Regions from separate parts of the Canis lupus genome. Here region 1 is linked to region 2. The links are chromatin contacts, called in public Hi-C maps. All regions are on one chromosome and are shown on one strand. Each heading gives the region's core, a stretch centred on a gene start, on an enhancer-like site or on the middle of the called end of the contact. The rest is flanking DNA. Distances are from core to core; before and after follow the strand shown.

Region 1 (3,948 bases), core at 858-3,357, 130 kb before region 2:
ATCAACTGATTTTCAACAAGAGTGCTATGACCATTCAACGGGGAAGAATACTGATGGAACAATTAGATAGCCATGTGCAAAAGAATAAAAATCAGACCCTTACCTTAACACCATATATAAAAATTAACTCAAGATGGATCAAAGATCTAAGCCAAAGACCTAAAACTATAAAACTCCTAGAAGAAACCTAGGAGAGAAGCTTTGTGACATTAAATTTGACAATGATTTCTTGGACTTGATGACAAAAGGACAGACAACAAAAGGAAAAATTGGCAAATTGAGCTACATCAGAGTTAAAATCTTTTGTGTATCAGCAGAATGAAAAGGCAGCCCACAGAATGGGAGAAAATATAGGTAAATCATATGTCTATCTAATAGAGGGCTAATATCCAGAGTATATAAAGAATTTCTATAACTTAACACCAAAAATCAAACCACCTGTTTAAAAATGGTTAAAGGACTTAAGGAGATATTTCTCTTAAGATGATATATAACTAGCCAGTAAGTACATGAAAAGATACTCAACATGCCTAATCATTGAGCCATGGGAATCAAAACCATGAGATACCACTTCACATCTATTAAACTACCACCTATTATTAGAACAAACACATGAAACAATAACAGGAAATAACAAGTATCTGTAAGGACATGGAAATATTGGAACCCTCATGTGCTGTTGGCAGGAATATAAAATGGTGCAACTGCTATGGGAAACATTTTGGTGGCTCTTAAACAATTAAAAATAGAATTATTTATTATTATTGTATGATCCAGGAATTCCACTTTTAAGTTTATAGCAAAAAGAATTAAAAGCAGGGTATCAAAGCAGTTTTTTTTTTAATTTATTTATTCATGAGAGACAGAAAGAGAGAGAGAGACAGAGACACAGGCTGAGGGAGAAGCAGGCTCCCTACAAGGAGGCTGATGTGGGACTCAATCCAGGATCCCGGGATCACACCCTGGGCCAAAGGCAGATGCTCAATCACTGAGCCATCGAGGCATTCCTCCAAGCTCAAAGCAGTTTTTGAGTACCATGTTCATGATAACATTATTCAAAATTGACAAAAGGTAGAAACAGCCCAAGTATCTATCACTGGATGAATAGATAAACCACATGTGGTATAAACATACAATAGGATATTATTCAACCTTAAAAAGGAATGAAATTGTGACAAATGCCACAACATGAATGAACCTTAGGACATTATGCTAAGTAAAATAAGACCAAAGCACACTGTTAATTCCACTTACATAACATTCCTTAGAGTAGTCAAATTCATAGAGGCTGAAAGTGGTATAGTGATTTCTAGGGACTGTAGGAGGGAATAATGGACAGTTACTATCTAGTAGGTACAGAGTTTGAGCTCTGGAAGATAAAGAGTTCTGGAAATGATTGATGGTGATGATTGCACAACAAGGTGATTGTATAAAATGCCCCTGAACTATATACTTAAAAAGGGTTGAAATGGTAAAGTTTATGTTGTATACATTTCATTACAAGTTTTTAATTAAAAAAAAAAAGGGGTCTTCAAATATCTGAAGGCTGCTGCTATCATGGTCCCATAGAATAATCTCTGGAGTTAACACATCTATTTCTTCAGTTGTTCCTCAGGTGACACAAATGGGATCTATCCTGGTCTCTCTGAGTGTTCTCCAGCCACTGAGAGCCCATTAAATCTGCAGGCCATAGACCTCAACATGACACTGACCAGTTAAGAACAGAAAAGGCCTATCACCTCTTTCAGTCTGTTTACTAAACAAATAATGCAGCCAAAGTTCCTACTAGTACACAGCAGGAGGGAATAGGGTGGAGAATACATCAGGAGAACAGAAAATAACGCAATATCTCTATCAGAGTTAAGTAAACTGAGTCACTGAGAGGAAAAGTTTAATATATTTCAGACCAAAGAGGGAAACCTAAAACCAACATAAGGGTCCCATTTTCCACTCTGGTCTCACCAATTTTGAGTAGCCTGAAAGCCTACACAGATTCATAAAATCTCAGAGGACATCTAGTCCTTCCAATTTCTTCGTAATAAATGGTGATGTTACAACATGGCCCACAGGGGTCCACCTTTCTTAAGAAGCATTTAGGGTGCTTGTGAGGAGGATGACTCAGCCTCCTGCCCAGATTCATCAGAGAAGTCATGAGTCACTTGTATGGGTGATGTTATGGGTGTTATTCTTTCAGCGAATTTGGTACACACACTAAGAGTATCTCTGTTTGATTCATGAAGGTGACTCATCTGAGGAAGTTGACCTGACTATGGTTTATCAAGCAGCTTCTAATGGAGATGTCAATGCTCTGACTTCAGTAATTCGGGAAGACCCTTCCATCCTGGAATGCTGTGACAGTGAAGGTGAGCTATTTATGCATTTTGAATCCTGCAGGTTCCTGAAGGTTCTGCTCTATTCTTTTAGAGATGGCCTTCAGAGGTGAGCAATATTTATAAAATTGCATATGACAAATCATTTTGATACTAGAGGGCCAAGGAGTATCCTGCCTGAGGCTGAAGGTCCCTTAGTAGTTTTTTTTTTTTTTTAAGATTTATTTATTCATGAGAGACAGAGAGAGAGAGAGGGGAGCAGAGACACAGGCAGAGGGAGAAGCAGGCTCCGTGCAGGAAGCCCGATGCAGGACTCGATCCCAGGACTCCAGGATCACACCCTGGGCCAAAGGCAGGCGCTAAACCACTGAGCCACCCAGGGATCCCCTCTTAGTAGTTTTTTAAACCATGGTCTTGGACATAAATCTTCTAATTCTTCTATATCACCTTGTATAATGAAGCCAGTTGGTTTGGTTTTCTTTCAACTTCTTTGTATGAATGACTAAAGTAGATAGGCCAAGTAGTTAAAAAAAGAAGTATGGAAAGAGGGCTATTTTTGGTAGCATTGGATGTTGGGAAAGTGTTACTATTAAAGCCAGAAAGCAAAGATTTGCTTCTCAGAAGGTGGAGTAGATGTACTGTTCCTACTGCTAAATATAACTAAAAATCTTGGATGTTGTATATAATATAAACATAAGAACACACTGGAAAGTGGAAAGAAAATGACAGACTGGCTAGGACCATGGGACCTAAGGAATGACATGTTGGTAAGTTTCCTCGGTTTTTTTTATTGCTTCTTATATCTCGTACTTGGAGTTGAAGAATCTAACAGCTCAGAAAGGCCAATAGTCACACACACACACACACACACACACAGCCCCCAACAAAAGCCTGCTCTCTAGCCAAAGAACCAGGAATGGGACCACATAGCAAGACCGAAAACTTTTAGACAATAATGAGTCCGCTCCAACCAAACATCACACAAATACAAACAAGCAAATAAAAACTTATGGTCCTAGCCCTACCATTCCAACAAAGACCAAGTAGAGATCTTGGACCTCCACTCCAACTACTGAGCCTCCATCCCCATACCTGTCGGGGTGGTGTCAGAGGAAGCCTTTCTACAAATTAGTATTTTCACCACCACCCAGTAATGAAGAGTCTTCTCCCTTAGATGTCAATGGTAGCCAAATAGGGCACCTGAACTTCTGATCCCACCTAGCAATAATAAGGTGACACATGCACCCCTACTTCCCCTTTGGAGCAGTGTCAGAGAATGTCAGATAAAATAGAAGGTTTAAGTAAGATTAGGCAACTCCACACAATACCCCCAAATGTCCAGGTTTCAATAGCAAATCATTTGTCATATCAAGGAGCACTGGGTGTTATTCTGTATGTTGGCAAATTGAACACCAATAAAAAATAAATTTATTATTTAAAAAAAAAAGAAACAGGAATGAATGAAAAAAGACAATACCTGCCAATACTGAAATAACAGATGTTAGAATTATCTGAAAGATTTTGAAGAGGCTATGAAAAAAGAAATGCTTCGACGAGCAATTACAAATGTGCTTGAACCAAATGAAAAAAAAGGAATCCTCAACAAAGAAATAACAGA
Region 2 (3,810 bases), core at 710-3,209:
AATCTTTCTCCAATATTGATCTATTCTTTTAGCCCAGGACTTCAACCATCCCCATAAAATGTGAGTTTCTGAGACATTAGGGCTGGTTTAAGCCAATACAGAGATACCCACGAAAGGACTCAGTCTTTTGCTCTCTTGACCAGTGCACAAGGCAGACTAGTGTGCTATGAGATATTGATTCCTTCCATCTTTATTCCCTGTACCAGTGAAATATCATCATTTTCAATATATGCGTCAACGCAAAAGGTTTGGGAAGCACCGACATAGAAGACATTCAAAAGCAGTTGGCATATATTGAGCACCTACTGTATACCAAACACTTCATGTCTGGTATATAATTTACTTCACCTTTGCAGCAATCCTATTAGGTCGGTACTATTATTCTGATTTTGCAGATAAAGAAACTGAGATAACTTGCCAACCAACTGTCACAGACACAGGAAATGGCAGCAACAGGATGCCAACTCAGGTGATTTGGAACCAGAAAGTACACTTAACCACTATCCATTGCCTCTAAATAAATGTTTGCTAGCTCTAAATAAACATTTTAATTTAAATCTTTTCTACGTTTGTTTTCAGCACCCCTATAAATGGCAGGACTAGGATACAATTCCATCATACCCTGTAGGTTAGCTGTAGCCTGACAGGGAGGAGCGAGAGCTGAACACGGTGGAGCTCTGCGTCTCTTACAGCACCGTCGCCGGGTTTGCTTGGGAGTCCCTTAGCCCTAGATCTGCTTTTCCGTGTCTCTTCAAAATTATCTGATCAACAACTAAGAGATTGTAACTTGTCCTGTGTTTTATTCTCTCTGCATCTGAATCCTCAATATAATGACAAACTTTGTAATTTTTCATTTAGGGGTATAATGTGTTCTAAGTCTGTTAAACCCTTGTTGCCCTCCTACGGCCTGGCCTGCCGTTCTTCCACAAAAGGCCCTGGCCTCTGGGTGTTTCTTGACACGCGCACGCGCACGCGCACACGGCTTATCCTACAAGTTTCTCCATGCCCTCGGTGGGGGAGTAAAAAAAAAAAAAAAAATCACAGCGAGCCTGAAGGTCCATTTCTCAGGCGGGGGAGGCATGTAACGAAATTAGTTTTTGCTAGGTATTTTTTTATCACAGCTTGAGAGGTACAAACCGCAAGGAAGAACTAGTTTCTTGGCAGGTCACGCCAGCTCTGGGGGGTTCACCGATCAATCGCAGCCAAACTTGGAAATACATATCGTGGCAAGGTTCGTTTATGGTAGACTCGCACCGAGGCCGCCGCCGCCACGGTCTGCGGTCACCTCGTGTCGAGTCACGACCATCGAGTCCTTCACTTTCCCTGAGAAACTCCCACGCCTGCCCTGTCCCCAGGGGAGCCGGCGGTCCCTCGGGGAAGGCCGCGAGGGCAGGCCCGGGGCACCGCAGCGAGACGGGACGGCGGCGGGCGTAGGAAGCACCGGGCTTCAGTTCACGAGCCTGTTATTCCACGGAAAAATGGAACATTCCGCTCCTTCCGCCCGCAGAGGAGAGGCGGGGGGAACCCTTCGATCTGGTCTAGGAAAGGCGACGCGGGCGCAGCCGCCGGAATCCCGGACGCCAGGAGCCGCGTTACGGGAATCGCAGCTGCCCGGAGTCCCGCCCCTTCGCCGTCGGGCGGCCTCCCGACCAATGCCCGGGCGCGCCGGGTCTCGCCGGAGCCAATCAGCATACAGCCCCTAAATCCGGAGGCGGGGCGCGGCGAGGGCGCTGCGAGGCGGGGTCAGGGGGCGCAGCGCCCCGCGGTGGGAGGAGGGCCGCGTGCCGCGTCTGCGGGAAGGAACCGGGAGCGAGCCGGAGCCGGAGCTGAGAGCTGAGAGGCCGGCGGAGCCGCGAGGGGAACGCCCGGGCGCAGCTGAGCTGGAGGCCGCGACTGTGCGGCCGACCGGCCCGGCCTGGCGCCGGGGGAGTCCTGCGTTGTACGGATGCGGTTGAGTGAAGCGCCGAGGCCTGAGGTGAGGAGGTGCCGCGACCGAGTGAAGGCCCGCGTAGCGCGAGGACGAGGGCTAGGTCGGGGCGTTCGGGCCTGGGGCCGGGCCCTCCAGGGGGCCGCCCTGCCGCGGGAGAGGGGCGCCCCAGCGCCGCGCGTCCCCAGCTTGCTAGTTCCAGCCTGGAAACCCCCGCATTCCTCCTTCCATTCCGTGTTCACACAGCCCGGAATCTGATTCCCACAACTTTGTCACCTATATTTCTCCGGTACACACGCGCGCGCGCGCACACACACACACACACACACACACACCCTTCTTAGGCCCACGCCCCCCAGGCCCCACTTTTCGCTCCTTTCCGTCTCCCCTTCAATTCCGCCGGCCCCGCACTTGACTCTTCACTTTCTCCCTGGAAGTTAGCAGCTCCTCAGCAAAGCCATCTTTCCATCCTGAAATCATAATGTCTCAACCCTGTTGAAAGTTCACCTTAATTCAAACATTTTCAACTCACAGCCTCTTCTTTCTTCTTTTTCTCTCTCACATGTATCCGCCCTTAAAGAATCCCACCTTAACGCTGTATCTGAAAAGTACCAAATCCATCTTTAAAACTTCACCCCTCCCCCAAGCTTAAAGGTTATTCCAAGCGGCAAGGTTCTGTTTTTCAGTAGATGAACAGCATTTTATTCATAACTCCAAATGAAAAAAATATCAGATTAGAAATAAGACTTGCCACTTGGAGGTTGTTGGGGTTTTGTCGTGTCCCCCCCTCCCCCCCCCCCCCCCACTTCAGAACACCCATTTCGGCTTAATTTGTGTAGTCATGGGCATTTCAGCAGTTACACTAAGCTTTAAAATAATTAGTGATTAGAATGCCAGGGTGACTCTTCTAAAAGATTGGAGTCTTTGGTTAAGTCGGAGCTGTAAACAAACCCTTTAGACCGTGTGACTGCCAGCTTCAAGTTGGAACAACTCTTAATTTGAAATTCCTGACTCAGATCATCCTAGGAGCTGTTCGCCATTATCTTAATTTCTTAAATTCATGGTAATTCCCATTTTGAAGTATTTTTGAACTGTAAATAGAACTCTACGTTTATAAAGCCAACTGGATACTAAGTTAAATCCTGTTTTCCAGTTATTTCTTTCGGGGGATAGTTTTTGAACACTTGTTTTTAATTACAAGTGAAAGAAGAAAGTTACAGGATGGAGAAAGTGTGAGAAAAGGGGAGTAAGTTTCATGGTGGAATTTTCCCCTCTTTTCAAGTCTGTATAATTGACAGTGCTACAACATGTTTAGTTTTCTCATAGGTAATTTGGAATATTCTAAATACTGCGGACATATTTTCTTATGTAATGAAAAATGTGCACAGTGTCCTCATTTTTATTTATGACTTGCAGTGTTTTCAGTTTATTTATAGGTTTTCCCAAGGGCATTTGCACTGCAGTTAAATGTTAGGGTGAATGTCGATTATTATATACATTTGAAGTAAAATGTCTCAGTATCCACTTTACAGAGAAGGAAACTGAGGCTCAGGGTCCTTTTGAAACGTAGATCTGTGTAATTCCAACCCCTGTACTCTCACTTGGTCTTTCTGTTATACTGACACACTTCTCATGGAGGATCCACTACTACAGTTTAGTTTGGCCACTTATGGACTCCCCATAACTGATCTGCAGGGAGGGCTTTTTTCCTCCACAGAAGCTATTTTAGAGCTTCTTATTTTAACAGGAGTCAGGACTCCCTGGCTCTAATATATTTGCAGCTTGGCTCCTAGAGAAGTGTGGAATGTTCTCACAGTCTTCTCCATTTCTTTGATTGCAAAGGCTGTATGATCAGATTTGAAGTTTCTACTCTGTTATTTTAC

The links. Hi-C and Micro-C count contacts between places; a contact is called where the count stands out from the background.
Region 1: a contact with region 2 is called in a Hi-C map of blood, with 1.7 times the contacts expected there. The contact joins two enhancer-like sites. A contact is called at or near these places in 2 of 9 Hi-C or Micro-C datasets (amygdala and blood).

What each region holds. Positions count from the first base shown.
Region 1 is chr2:42,566,375-42,570,322 of UU_Cfam_GSD_1.0, reverse strand. ANKRD55 (ankyrin repeat domain-containing protein 55) reads left to right here. Exons shown (of 12, transcript XM_038530627.1): 3 at 2,241-2,363. Among named protein-coding and RNA genes, the nearest start is that of ANKRD55, 52 kb to the left of the region's middle. Within about 2 kb of position 2,107, at least 2 of the 20 cell types and tissues checked have an H3K27ac peak or open chromatin away from gene starts, as enhancers often do. A contact at or near this core is called in blood, where this site is marked.
Region 2 is chr2:42,437,665-42,441,474 of UU_Cfam_GSD_1.0, reverse strand. No RefSeq gene overlaps it. Among named protein-coding and RNA genes, the nearest start is that of IL6ST, 13 kb to the right of the region's middle. Within about 2 kb of position 1,959, at least 17 of the 20 cell types and tissues checked have an H3K27ac peak or open chromatin away from gene starts, as enhancers often do. A contact at or near this core is called in blood, where this site is marked.